Regions from separate parts of the Bos taurus genome. Here region 2 is linked to region 1. A link is a contact called in public Hi-C data. All regions are on one chromosome and are shown on one strand. Each heading gives the region's core, a stretch centred on a gene start, on an enhancer-like site or on the middle of the called end of the contact. The rest is flanking DNA. Distances are from core to core; before and after follow the strand shown. Region 1 overlaps ARRB1 (arrestin beta 1). Region 2 has its middle 15 kb from the start of RPS3.

Region 1 (7,003 bases), core at 3,610-6,109:
AGGCCTTGTATAAATTTTAAAGCACCTGTTTATCCCAAACCCTGCAAAGAAGTTCTTGTTCCCATTTTGCAGATGAGGACACTGAGGCCTGCAGGGACCTTCACACCAAGCACCACTGACGGTGGAGTGGCAGCAGCAAAAGTGCTTGCTGAGTGGGAGGGCTGGGCGCATCTCTGAGAGGAGGGGGGACCCCGAGCAGGGCCAGTGGCACCGAGAGGTGAGGGGGCTCTGAACACTGAACTCTGAGCCCTTCATAGCACCCCGCCTGTGTGCAGTCTGCAGGGATCCACTCAAATAAGGACTTGTTCTCCAAGGCTGTGAGCCTGTGCCCTGCTGGTTGCCAACCTTCAGGGGAGAACCCCAGAGCTAGAATCCAGAGTGTCATTCCAGATGTTCTCTACTCCTCTACAATCCCTAAATGCTGATGATTGACCCTCCATCAGATTTCTCTGTCTTCACAGCCACACTTGACAGGATTATGCACCAGCTCCTTGATTATCTACTGCCTGGAGCCTCCCACACCTGGGACCTTTCTCCCCACCTTAGCCAGACTGGTCATCCTAAAATGCAAATCTAACCATGGAAGTCTGGTCTGAAAACACTCTGATGGTTCCTCAGCGTCCAGAAGCAAGATGACAAACAAATTTCATTCCAAATGTCAACTCTGATTGATTGGTAGGGGCTGCCTGGGGCCCTGGGTTGAAAAGAACCCAAGATGGAATATCACCTCAACAGGAAAGTGTGGCCAGTGATTAGTGATGTCTGCTGTGGGTGTAGAAGGGGGATGTGGGCACACACAATGATGTCATCTGCCAGCCCAGGCCAGGAGTCCAAGCTTCTAAGCCCAACTCCAAGACTCCAGGATCCAGCTCTGCCACACCCCCACCTCAGCTCCTGCTCCCTCTGCTCCCCGCTTGGCACCCAGATGCCCTGTGATTTATGTTCATGCCTCGAATGCTCTTTTTCCTCCCTACCTTGCCCGGGAGTGCATCTCTACTCAGGGAAACCATCCCTGACCACCCAGGCTGCATCTGCAGCCCCCATGCACTCCTCTATAACACACTTGCACTTTATATTGATCAGTTTTTCTGTCTGCCTTCCCCATCTGGCTGTGAGGGGCACTAGCTGTGCCTTATTTTTATCTCAGTACACCCTACTCCAGCCCCCACAGGCTCAGCCTAGACCTGACATGGAATGATGTCAGCCATACCCATTTGCTGACCTGCGAGGAAAGTAGGATCTGGCCTGGGGCTGTGTTAAGAAAGAGAGTGAGGTGGGAGCTGCCCCAGATAACAGGGCTCAGTATAGGCTCCAGGGGCCGCTCACGCCAGAGGACTTGGCTCCCCTGAGGCCCTTGGCACTGGCTCTAATTATTGCACTCACAAGGCAAGGCAGCCTCTCTGGGATAGGCTGTGTCTCCCCATACCAGGGCAAGGGCGCCCTAAAGTCCAGGGGAGTTATACTGCCCCCCTGAGACAGTTTGCTGAGAGGCTCCCTGTCACTGTAGTCGAGGGAGGACAGGGCTGTGTCTCCCCCTCAGACAGGATGTGCCAGTCTTTCACGGCAGTAAAGATGCCCAAGAGAGGAGGAGAGTTTGGGGACAGAGAGGAGCGGGGGTGGGGCTGCCACAGACTCACCTTTCCATTGGGGCTCGCCTTCTTGAACACCCTGGGGAGAGAAAGAGTTGGAAGGTCAGGTTAGCATATTTCGCCCTGGGGGAAGGTGCCTGCAGGGCATTTCTCGGCAGGACCAGAACACGGGGCCTGGAGTGACTTGCAGGCTCCATACAAGCGCTGAGAGCCGGAACAGTGCCCAGCACCATCGGGTTTCCCCATCTCCACCACTCTGAGACACAGTGCTTGTCTTCATAGCTCCCCTGGGCGCCCTCGACAGCCCCCCTGGTCTATTCCTCACCCAGCAGGTGGAAGGAGTCTTCCAAGGCAGGTCAGACCACCCCAGCTCACGTAGAGGCACAGCCTTGCGTGTCTGCCCACCTCCTTTACCTCTCAGCACCACCTCTCCCACTCCCCTCCAGTCCCCTCCAGCCACAAGCCTGCTTGCCTTTCCTCCAACACCAAGGCACTCCTTGCCTCAGCAGTCAGTCCCTTTTCCCTGGGACGCTCTCCCCCCATAGATCCGCCTGCACCCGCTGGCCCAGCCCCGCACCTTATGTGATGAAGCTTCACCCTGCGCCTGTCCAGCAGTCCCAGTGCTCTCACTGTACTTGCCCTTCTCCCCAGCACTCAGCGCTCCCTAACCCACTGCTCAGCTGACTCTGAGGTTACATATACCCCTGTCTATTAGCTCCATGGGGGCAGGGATCTTTGTCTCTTGTCCTCTGTTGCATCCCAAGCCCCTAGAATGGCACACCTGGTAGGTATTCGATACACCTGTGTTCATGAATGGCAGGAAGCCAGCAGCCAGTAAATATTAGTTGAGAATATGAATGAATGAATTAGGGAAGGAATCAACTGAAGCATGAGGCCAGGAAGGGAGCGGATGTGCCTGGGATGGCACAGCAGAGCACAGGACTCGGAGTCAGGCAGAGGTGGTCCCCTGCAGCTCCTCCTGGTCTCTCCCTGAGCCTGGCCTGGGGGTCCTTCACCTGTCCCCCATCATCCAGCCCCAGAACGGCTCTGAGGAATGTTGAGCAGGGAGACAATAAAGGTAGAGACAGAGACCCAGAGACAGAGGGTATTAGAGGAGGGCAGGGAGAGAAGGAGGGAGAGGAAAGGGATGCTGGCCCTGGAGGTGTGACAGTAAAAGACGGAATGAGAGATCATAAAACAAACCAACAAGAGAAGGAGAGATAGTCACAGAGAGACAGAGCAGACACAGAGCCGCAGAGCAGCCACTAAGAGGGGCAGGAGGTCTAGCAGGCCTCCAGGCCAAGGCGGGGTGAGGCCCACAGTGCAACAGCGACAGCAAGTCCTCCCAGAAATAGAGTGAGGTTGTGGCTCTGTGCTGCCTCCATAGCACGCCCCCACCCCCCCATCACTCCCACCCCTTACTTCCGGGGCCCAAGGGACCACTGATGGGTCTGAGCTTGGCTTGCAAATAGAAGCCTAGCATATCCCTCCCCCACCTCCCCTAGGAGTTCTGGGTTTTCTCCTCCTCATAAATATTTATCATTGTTTGGAGTGTGAAGATGCCACAGTCAGCTGAGGCATAATAATTACTAAAGTGAGAAAAAAAAATACAGATGACACGATTTGAACCAACAGCTCCCAAATTAAGGCTGGACCTGCAGAGGAGACCAGGGAAGTGACATGCCACCAAATCCCCGCTGCTTCTAGAAGCCTCAGTCCATCCCTTGGGAGCCCCGGGTCAGAGGGAAAGGAGAGGCCACAAACGCCTGAGGCCACAAAGAACTGAGTCAGGAGAAGCCATCCCAGTGAGCCCTGAGAGGGACTAGGGGCACCCTGGTCACAAGAGACTGGGGGGCAGGGGGCAGCTAGGAGGAGTGATAGGGAAAGAGGGAAGGAAGGCGGGTAAGAAGAAAGTAAGAATTAACATTTAAAAGAAGAAGGAACTAGTATTAGTTGAGTGCCCAATTAATACTTCTCATTACAGCACTGTGAAATGAGCATTATAATTCTTATTTTATGGATAATAAACTTAAGGTTCAGAGAGATGTAGGAATTCTCCCAGAAGCACACAGCAAGCAAGGGCTAATAAGTCAGGATTCAGACCCAGTTCTGCCTGTCTGCCTTCTGACAGTATACAAGGAGATAGGTAATTTTATGTTCAACCCTGCTGCTTTCCTAAAGCAGATGTTTTTATCAGCATCAAGAATAACAGAAAAGAAGGGAATTGACAGGAGGAGGGGGAATTAATGAAAGAGTGAGTAAGGGGCGAGGAGGAGAGTGAAGGTGACCTGGGGCAGGAAGCCCGGCCCGCCCAGCACTGGGGGACGTCCTACTGCTAACTCAGTCCCAGGCCACATCCTCTGGGAGCTGGATGCTGATGGTTTCCTCAGACAACAAAAGCAGCAGCTGCCCGTGCCCTCTAGGCTTGTACACCCTTGTCATGGTCATGTCTCTGAGTATTTTCCCCAGAACACTGCTGTGGATCCTTCCACAATCCCATTTCAGAGATGAAAAAACTGAGGCTCAAAGAGGTGAATGATGGCTGCTTGTCTCCAAAGCCTGTGTCCTTTCCACTCTGTCCCACAGCCAAACCGTCCCTGAAACAACTCCACTGGCTTCCTGACCCTCAACACTGTCAGAAAAAAAGGCCTGTGTAGGGGTGCTTCCAGTTCACCAGGACCCCCACCTGTGCAGCACCTCACAGATGGCTTCTGTCTGTCCACTTTGAAGAGCAAACACAAACATGCAAGACTCAAGTCAAAGGCAAACTTGCAGACTGTGGGATGCCTGGGTTTGGTTCATCCCCAAGTCCCATCTGTGCTCCGCAAGCCTGATCCTCAGAGCCAAAGCTGGGTCTCATACAAGAATGCCAGCGGCGTTCTAGCTGAGTAAGACTCCCTGGAGACAAGGAATAGAAACCCACCAAGCAGAGCTCAAGAAAAGGAGACAGTAAAGAAGTAAGCAAAAATCTCACGGGAAGGATATGCAGGCAGGACGCACGGGGGCTGGAGCCAGGAACAGGGAAGCCATCAACCTCTCAGGCGGCGGCTCTCTCTCTCCACCTTTCCCCCTGGAGACGCATGTTCTCCTGCCTGCGCTGCTCTCCTTGCGGCTGCTCCATTGTCTCTGTGGACCAACTCTCTCTGCTTACTCAGGGCTTTTCTGCCCCTCCATTATTTTGGCTTCCATGTGGCTCTCACTCTGACCCTGTTTCTACTTTGCCTCTGCTCTGCTTCCCACTGTTAACTGGCTGAATGGCCCAATTCCAAATTCCCAGGAGAGGAATTTGATTGGTCAGTTTTGGTCACGTGTCCCATGCCTGGGCCAATCAGCTAGGTGAAGGGTGTGTCATGTGGCTCATCAGGCATGGTCAGAGCAATGTGTTTCAAAGCAGGGGTCACAATCCATTAGTTGACAATGAAATCAACTTATAGAATTGCCACTAGCACTTTTGCTGCTGTTGTTGTTGAATGGCAGGTGGCAAGTAGTAGATATTATTCTATTTACCAATATTCTATCCCCTCTAAGGCTGGGCATATGTGTGGACCAAATTTCTCCAGTCTTGTGAAGTTAGATATGCCCATACAGCTTGCTCTGGCCAACGAAATAGGAACAGAAATGCCATATGTCACTTCCAGGCAGAAGTATTTAAGGGCTGGTGCATGATGACCCCACGCTGTTTATATTCATTTTCTATGGAAGCTACAATAAATGATCACAAATTTAGTGGCTTACAACAGCATAAACTTAGTATCTTACAGTTTTAAGTTCAGAAGTTCACTAGGTTAAAATCATGGGGCTTCCCAGGTAGCTCAGGGGTTAAAAAAAAAAAATCTGCCTGCCAATGCAGGAAATGCAGGAGATGGTGATTTGATTCCTGGGTGGGGAAGATCCCCTGGAGGAGGAAATGGAAACCCCCTCCAGTATTCCTCCATGACTGAGCAACTGAGCATGCACGCACAGGTTAAAATCAAGGTGTTGGCAGGGCTGCATTCCTTTCCAGAAGCTCTAGGAATAAATGTGTTTTCTTGCCCTTTCCACCCACATTCCATGTCTCAAGGCCTCTACCTCCATCTTCAAAGCCAGCAACACCAGGTTAGGTTCTTATCACATTGTATCACTCTGACCTCCTCTTCTGCCTCCCTCTTCCACATTTAGAGACCCACTGCATGAATACATGCAGCTCTCTACTTTAAGATCCACTGATTTTAGGAAACTCAGTTCCATCTGCACCTGTAATTCCCCTTTTGCCACATAATATGACATATTCAAAGTTTCCAAGGATTATGGTGTAAACATTGTTGGTGGGGGCCGGTGGGGGGTGGGGGGGCGGTTCTTCTGCCTATCATGTCCTCTTTCCTCTGTCATTGAAACCAGCAATGATCTGGATGGGAAGCCTTCAGAGACTAAATTCCAGGACTCTCCTGCTAAATGACAGACAGGTAGCATGAGAGAAACCTCTTGAGCCACTAAGATTTGGGGGTTATTTGTAACTACAGCAGACCAGCTTCTCCTGACTAATTTTTTAAAAATTTAAGTATCATTTAGTAAAATTTCTATTTCAGGTGAACTGAGTTACAATGTAAAATGAATATCGTGGTGAAAATTTTTTAATGTTTAAAACCCACTGTTGCAGAGAGCATGCCTAAAACAAACATGCTGTATCAGTGTCTGTGCAGCCTGTTAGATGCTATTTTCTGATTCTGCTGCTTTTCTGTGAGCTACCAGCCCTCCCAAATATTCATTTGTGCCTGTAGGGAGAAGCCTGCATCATAAGGGACCCAGAACAAAGCACCTTCCTGGATAGATTACCCAACATTCAAGAGTTTGTCATTTTGTACAGTACAGCCAAACAATGGAATATTGCATAGCACTTAAATTATGCTTGCATCTTTCGTAACACAGGGAAATGCTTATGATAGAATAGTAAGCAGAAATCAGGAATCAAAACAGTATGTTTGGCATGAGCTCAAATTTATACTCAATAAATATCCAAAAGAAAGAAGACTGGAGGTTGTTAAGATGGCAACACTCCTCAAACTTATCTATGAATTCAATGCAACACCTATAAAAATTCCAGCTGGATTTTTTTGCATTAATTGACAGGCTGATCCTAAAATGTATATGGAAATATAAAAGTGAAGACAAATCTTTTTTTAAATATAATTTTTATTGTAATTATTTGCTTGAGTGTCTCTGTCTCACTTTGCCCTCTTTTTTCATCTGTTTTGTTTTGGCGATACCTTGAGGTATTGTGGATCTTAGTTCCCTGACCAAGGATCCAACCCGTGTCCCCTGCAGTGGAAGAGCAGAATCCTAACTACTGAACCACCAGGGAAGTCCCAAGACAATCTTGGGAAAAAAAAAAAACAAAGTTGGAAGACTCAGACTTCCAAATTCAAAATTTACTGCAA
Region 2 (7,684 bases), core at 4,909-7,408, 76 kb after region 1:
GCCAGGCCCAGTGGGCCCACCCCCAGGGTATCCAAACCCAGAGTGGAGGAGGCCCTGTGAATCTGCCCTCAAAGTGACCGCAGACCCAGCTGTGCCTCCTCAGCAGTTTTGAACCCCAAGAGGCCCTTGACACCTGCCTGCTGGAGGTTCAGTGTTGTTTTCTGGATCTCAGTGACTTCTGCTTTTTGGGGGACAGAGTGAATAGGCTGTGGTGACTCTTGGGGGTGGGGGGCACCATTTGAGTCAGAGGAGGAGGGAGAAGCAGAATCAGGAGCTGAAGGACCCAGCTAGCACCCGAGGAGCCTTAGTGGTACCTATGAGCATTGCATCCAGCGGTGAGATCCGAGATGAGATTTTAAGCTCCATGGAGTAAGCTCCTTCATGTCTGACACCCTATGGCAGGGGCTCAACAGAGAACCATCCCTTCACCCCACACCTAGGTTGCCAGATAAAATGCATGCTGCCCAGGTAAATCTGGGTTCTGATAGACAATAATTTTTCAGTGTAAGTGTGTCCCTGTTCATTATGTCCTCTAGGACACACTTATATTAAAAAATATATTTGTTGTTTATTTGAAATGCAAATTCAAACTTAACTGGTGGTCCTCTATTTTTATTAGCTAAATCTAACAGCCCGACCCCCAGGTGACATTTGGCCATGTCCAGGAGACATTGTGGGTTGTCACAACTGCAGAGGGGTGGGGGTGTTGTGGGGTGCTGCTCCATATTCCATCGTGCACAGGACAGCTCCCCACAACCAAAAATTATCCAGACCAAAATGTCAACAGTGTTGAGGCTGAGAAACTGGCCTCTGGGTCCCAGAGCACACAGAACTCCCCACCCCAGCCCCACCCATACCCCTTGCCTTCCTTCCCTCAGACCATTAAGTGATGTGGAGGGGGACTCACGGTCTTGCCACAGATGTTAACCAATGCCAAGTTACAAAGTTATGGGGAAAATAGAATACAAAATTGCGTAACTTCTCAACATAGATCAGAGGTGAACTATGGAGAAAAAAAACACACAGTTGAGGGAAAATGTCTAACATGTTCAGGAGGTTTACCTTAGGCAACAGAGCTGTTTCTTCCCCTCTGTTTCTTTTCTCTTTTCCCCCTCATTTCCTGAGAACCATGTCTGTAAAATATTTTTAACTTTTTTTTTTTTGTCTGCGCCACACAGCTTGCAGAATCTTAATTCCCCAACCAGGGACTGAATCTGTGTCCTCAGCAGTAAAAGCACAGAGTCCTAACCACTGGACCACCAGGAGATTCCCAAAACATTTTAAACTTTTAAACCTTTTATGTAATTATACAAGTAAGGCATGAATACATTCTCTTTGGATTGAAAAGAAATTGGACATAGTACAGTGAGGCCAGTCTCCTCTGACCAGCAGTCTGACCCCAGCACCCTGCAGAGGTAACTGCTACACGGGGCTGATGTTGAGCTCAGGTAGAGACACAGCTCCACCTTTGGCTTTGAACTGACCCTGGATAATAGGATGGTGCCCTTATAGGGCAAATAATAGACATGGCCAAGTTGTTTTAAAGTTGGCTGTTTCATTTTACTCAGCCACCAACAAGGTGTGACAGGACTGGTATGAGCCAGCACTTGAGACCACACTTGAAAATGCTTGCCAATAAGCCTGGTTCCAAATAGGAAAAGGAGTACATCAAGGCTGTATATTGTCACCCTGCTTATTTAACTTCTATGCAGAGTACATCATGAGAAATGCGGGGCTGGAAGAAGCACAAGATTCTTCCAGAATCAAGATTGCTGGCAGAAATATCAATAACCTCAGATATGCAGATGACACCACCCTTATGGCAGAAAGTGAAGAGGAACTAAAAAGCCTCTTGATGAAAGTGAAAAAGGAGAGTGAAAAAGTTGGCTTAAAGCTCAACATTCAGAAAACGAAGATCATGGCATCTGGTCCCATCACATCTGGTCCCATGGCAAATAAAAGGGGAAACAGTAGAAACAGTGTCAGACTTTATTTTGGGGGGCTCCAAAATCACTGCAGATGGTGATTGCAGCCATGAAATTAAAAGACGCTTACTCCTTGGAAGGAAAGTTTTGACCAACCTAGATAGCATATTAAAAAGCTCAGACATTACTTTGCCAACAAAGGTCCATCTAGTCAAGGCTATGGTTTTTCCAGTGGTCATGTATGGATGTGAGAGTTAGACTGTGAAGAAAGCTGAGCACCGAAGAATTGATGCTTTTGAACTGTGGTTGTGGAGAAGACTCTTGAGAGTCCCTTGGACTGCAAGGAGATCCAACCAGTCCATCCTAAAGGAGGTGAGTCCTGGGTGTTCATTGGAAGGACTGATGCTAAAGCTGAAACTCCAGTACTTCGGCCACCTCATGCGAAGATTTGACTCATTGGAAAAGACTCTGATGATGGGAGGGATTGGGGGCAGGAGGAGAAGGGGATGACAGAGGATGAGATGGCTGGATGACATCACTGACTCAGTGGACATGAGTTTGGGTAAACTCTGGGAGTTAGTGATGGACAGGGAGGCCTGGCGGGCTGCGATTCATGGGGTCGCAGAGTCGGACACAACTGAGCAACTGAACTGAACTGAACTGAAGATGGGTGAAAAGTATCATTGCCTTGTTTTAATTTGCATTTCCCTTTTTTAAGGGTTTTTTCCAGTTTTACTGAGATGCAGCTGAAATATGACACTGTGTAAGGAAGGTGATGATGTGGGAACTGTATTGCAACTGATATTGCAAAATGATTACCATAGTAAGATCAGTTGAATAGTTACCTTGTGTGTGTGTGTGTGAACTTCTAGGACCTACTCTCTCAGCAACTTTCAAGTATGTGATATAGAATTGTTAACTATAGTTATCACGCTGTACATTACATCCCCAGCACTTTTTTATCTTCTGACCAGAAGTTTGTACCCTCTGACCAACCTCTCCTCGATTCCCCCATCCCCCTAGCTTCTGGCAACCACCTTTCTGTGAGTTTGGACTTTTTGTTTTTTAGATTTCACATATAAGTAAGATCCTCCTGGGGAAGGGCATGGCAACTCACTCCAGTATTCTTGCCTGGAGAATCCCCATGGGCAGAGGAGCCTGGTGGGCTACAGTCTACGGGGTCTCAAAGAGTCCAACATGACTGAGCAACTAAACACACACACATAAGTAAGATCACACAGTATTGGTCTTTCTCTGTTTGGCTTATTTCACTTAGCATAGTGCATGCAAAGTTCATTTATTTTGTCACAAATGGCAGACTTTTCTTCTTTTTATGACTGAAATATACGTATACATATATGCATATCTTCTTTATTCATCCATCGATAGACACTTGGGTTATTTCCTTGTCTTAGCTGTTGTTAATAAGGCTGCAATGAACATGGGCTTACAGATATTTCTTTGAGAGAGTGTTTTCATCTCCTTCAGATTTATCCCCAAAAGTGGATTGCTGAATCATATGGTAGTTCTATTTTTAAGTATTTGAGGAACCTCCATACTGTTTTCCAGAATGACTGTACCAATTTACATTCCCACCAGCTTTGCACAAAAGTTCCCTTTTTCCACATCCTCTCTAACACTCATTATTTATTGTCTTTTTGGTGATAGCCATTTTGACAGGTGTGAGGTGATATCTCATTGTGGTTTTGATTTGCATTTCCCTGATGATTAGTGATGTTGAACATCTTTTCATTGATCTATTTGCCATTTGTATATCATTTTTAGAGAAATATTAACACCAAGACTGAATATCTTCAGGTGTTAGCTTTTATTTTTAGTGAAAATTTTAGTTGATATACATGCACATCATATAGCATTCAAAAAGGAGTAGTCTGAGAAGCCAGCCTCCTTCCCATGTCTGAAGCCCAGCTCTGCAGGCTTATTTTCTGGAATTCCTCCCAGAGATATTCATTTCACATATAAGCATTCACACATAAACCTTTCCTTTTAGTTTTTGCATTCTGCACTCTGAACATTTTCCAAATTCTTCTGCACTTCTCTCTCTCTCTTTTTTTGGAAAGTGGTTCCTCCAGCTGTACGTAGAGCCATGTCATTCTTGTTCATGACTGCATTATATCCTCTCTGATATATTACAGTTTGTTTAAACAGCTTGCTAGTGTTTGACAATTAGGTAGCTCCCAACCTTTTCCTACAATGACTTTCTTGTGCATATATAATTTCTCACATATTGGAGAAATTAATTTGCCGGATTTGTAGGTTGGTACAAATGTAATTGCTGTTTTTGCATTGTTGAAATTTGCTGTTTGACATTGAAATACATTCTTAAATAAATGTGGTTATGTTATACATCATTTTAATGTGCATTTCTTGCTTTTTGTTTTTTTGCTGAAGATTTATTATTTGCTGTTTATTTTACATTTATTTTGGACTACAGAAATGATTTTATACAAAAAGCAAATTTGAGCTATTTTCTTATTTGAGTTACAACTCACAACATCAGCAACACATTTGGCCCAGTAACTGCTAACGAACCTACAGGGCAGTGGTGGTTCAAGAAATTTTGCAAAGGAGTTGAGAGCCTTGAAGATGAGAAGTGCAGTGGCTGGCCATCAGAAATTGACAATGACCAGTTGAAAGCAATAATCGAAGCTGATTCTCTTACAACTACACAAGAAGTTGCCAAAGAACTCAACATCAACCATTCTATGGTCGTTCAGCATTTGAAGCAAATTGCAAAGGTGAAAAAGCTTGATAAGTGAGTGCCTCATGAAGAAGAAAGTCACTCAGTAGTGTCCGACTCTTTGCAACCCCATGGACTATACATACAGTCCATGGAATTCTCCAGCCCAGAATACTGGAGTAGGTAGTCTTTCCCTTCTCCAGGGGATTTTCCTGACCCAGGGATCAAACCCAGGTCTCCTGCATTGCAGGTGGATTCTTTACCAACTGAGCCACTAGGGAAGCCTAGAGTGCCTCATGAGCTGATTGCAAATCAAAAAAATCATCATTTTGAAAGGCATCTTATTCTTTGCAGCAGCGATGAACCATTTCTTGATCGAGTTGTGATATGTGACAAAAAGTGGATTTTATACCACAATCGGCCATGACCAGCTCAGTGGTTGGACTGAGAAGAAGCTCCAAAATGCTTCCCAAAGCCAAACTTGCACCAAAAAGAGTCATGGTCACTGTTTTGTGGTCTGCTGCCAGTCTGATCCACTATAGCTTTGTGAATCCCAGCAAAACCATTACATCTGAGATGTATGCTCAGCAAATCAATGAGATGCACTGAAAGCTGCAATGCCTCGAGCCGCACTGGTCAATAGCAAGGGGCCAATTTTTCTCCAGGACAACACCTGACTGTACGTTACACAATCAATGCCTCAAAAGTTGAACGAATTGGGCTACAAAGTTTTGCCTCATCTGGCATATTCACCTGACCTCTAGCCAACTGACTAGCACTTGAGGATCTCGACAACCTTTTGCAGAGAAAAGGCTATCACAACCAGGAGGAAGCAGAAAATTCTTTCCAAGAGTTTGTTGAATCCCAAAGCTTGGGTTTTTAACCTATAGGAGTAAACAAACATTTCTCATTGTCAAAAATGTGTTGATTGTAATGGTTCTTATTTTGATTAATAGAGATGTGCTTGAACCTAGTTGTAATGATTTAAAATTCACTACCTGAAACCACAATTACTTTCGCACCAATCTGGTATATAATTCCTTAAAAGTGGAATTGCTAGGTCAAAGGGCAGTGTATTTGATGAGTTTCAGGTTGTAACCAAGTTGCCTTCAATATCAATTTACTGTTATGCCATTTTATGGTTGTAAGGAAACTAAGTCATTGTCTTTGATGATAAGAAACCAGCATTCAGAAAACATCCACTATATATCAGGAACCCTTTTTGATAAAAGCACTCATGAATCCTCTGAAGTAAGCGAATTTAAGATTTTTGTTTAGGGTACTGAGGGCATGGCAAGCCACTCCAGTATTCTTGCCTGGGGAATCCCCATGGGCAGAGGAGTGTGGTGGGCTACAGTCCATGGGGTCGCAAAGAGTTGGACATGACTGAGTGACTAAGCGCGAGCACAGCACCAGCTAAGTAGGCAGCAGAGCCGGAAATCAAACTTGTCCAACTCCCTACCGTGGGCCTGGGCCTTGTCACCAGGCAGGAGGCTGACGCCCTGGTATGAGGAACTAGATTCCAGCATAACTCGTGATGTCACGTGACAGGTGACTAGAGGTATGACCCAAACACTTCTGGGAACACAGGCTAAGGAGTGGGGCTGGGCTAGGGGAACGGGCTTTACAGAGGAAAGAGCACCAGGCAGAAACCTGTATGGGAGGTGCTTTCGGGGAAGGAGGAGGGGGCTGTTGGTCAAGGCTGTAGACTGGACCAGGAGGGATCCTTGGTTTGATCTTCACCCTGAGACACTACTGGAATACTCAGAAGGCCCTCATCCTGCATGAGATACTTACCTGGGAGAAAGTAAATACCAGTAGTCATGAGTGGCTATTGAACCCTTGAAATGTGGCTAGTCCAAAAGGAGAAGTGCTATAATAAATAGAAAATACACATCGAATTTCAAAAATTTAATACAAAAATTTTTTAAATTATTGCTTTACAGTGCTGTGTTGGTTTCTGCTGTATAGCAAAAATTTTTTAATTAAGATATCTATAATTTTTATATTAATCATATGTTGAAATGATAACATTTTGGATACATGAGGGTAAATTTTAAAATGTTAAAATTAACGTCACTTGTTCCTTTTTTTCTTGTGTAAAGTGGCTACTGGAAAACTCGCATGTTGGGTTTCTATTGGACAGTGCTGGTCCATAACCTTCCTTTAGGCCCCTGCCTCCCTTCCCCTTCAGAAGAAGCTGTGGGGTCAGTGGTGAGGGTGGTGACGGCTGGCTGGTTAATGTGCTCGGCCTGCCCACTGGGCTTTTTCATTGGGATTTTCCCCACATCTGGGACTCTCCTATGTAAAGAATCCTTAGGGTTAAAGATCCGCCTGCAATGCAGGAGACCACAGGAGACACGGGTTCTATCCCTGCGTCCGGAAGATTCCCCTGGAAGAGGAAATGGCAACTCGCTCCAGGATTCTTGCCTGGAAAATTCCATGGACAGAGGAGCCTGGCGGGCTACAGTCCATGGGGCTGCAGATGGTAGCACAAGACTGAGGGATTAAGCGTCTCTGCGTCCACTTCTGGGCAGCCGCCGGGTTTCCCGTGACCGGCCGGGCTCACTGTGCCCTGCCGCCCTCTAGCGGCTCCTTTCCAAGCTGTTCTGCTCTTCAGCGCCATCCCTTCGATATACTGTGCCGGATTTGGTATCCCGAAATACTTTGTGGTCCCAAAACATTTATTTCACTCACCTACCATCCTGTTTTGATTTTAGCTAATCAAAGTCTTTTCACAGAAGTAATTTAAGAACTATTCTGATCCCTTGTTGTTTAGTTGCTCAGTTTTGTCCGATTCTTTGTGACCCCATGAACCCCATTGGCAGGCAGATACCGACTGAGCCACCAGGAAAGCCCATTCTGGTCCGTAGTTACTGTCTTCTCAATAGGTCTAGGGCTTCCCTGGTGGCTCAGACAGTAAAGAATTTGCCCACAATGCGGGAGACCTGGGTTCGATCCCTGGGTTGGGAAGATCTCCTGGAGGAGGGCATGGCAACCCACTCCAGTATTCTTGCCTGGAGAATCCCCACGGACAGAGGAGCCTGGCGGGCTACAG

The links. A called contact is a pair of places that touch in the nucleus more often than the background predicts.
Region 2: a Hi-C map of blastocyst shows a contact between it and region 1, with 3 times the contacts expected there. The contact joins two enhancer-like sites. A contact is called at or near these places in 3 of 11 Hi-C or Micro-C datasets (blastocyst, skeletal muscle and an unstated tissue).

Annotation. Positions count from the first base shown.
Region 1 is chr15:54,500,437-54,507,439 of ARS-UCD2.0, forward strand. It overlaps ARRB1 (arrestin beta 1), which reads right to left. Exons shown (of 16, transcript NM_174243.3): 2 at 1,638-1,668. Among named protein-coding and RNA genes, the nearest start is that of MIR326, 33 kb to the right of the region's middle. Within about 2 kb of position 4,860, at least 3 of the 102 cell types and tissues checked have an H3K27ac peak or open chromatin away from gene starts, as enhancers often do. A contact at or near this core is called in blastocyst, where this site is marked.
Region 2 is chr15:54,574,838-54,582,521 of ARS-UCD2.0, forward strand. No RefSeq gene overlaps it. Among named protein-coding and RNA genes, the nearest start is that of RPS3, 15 kb to the right of the region's middle. Within about 2 kb of position 6,159, at least 19 of the 102 cell types and tissues checked have an H3K27ac peak or open chromatin away from gene starts, as enhancers often do. A contact at or near this core is called in blastocyst, where this site is marked.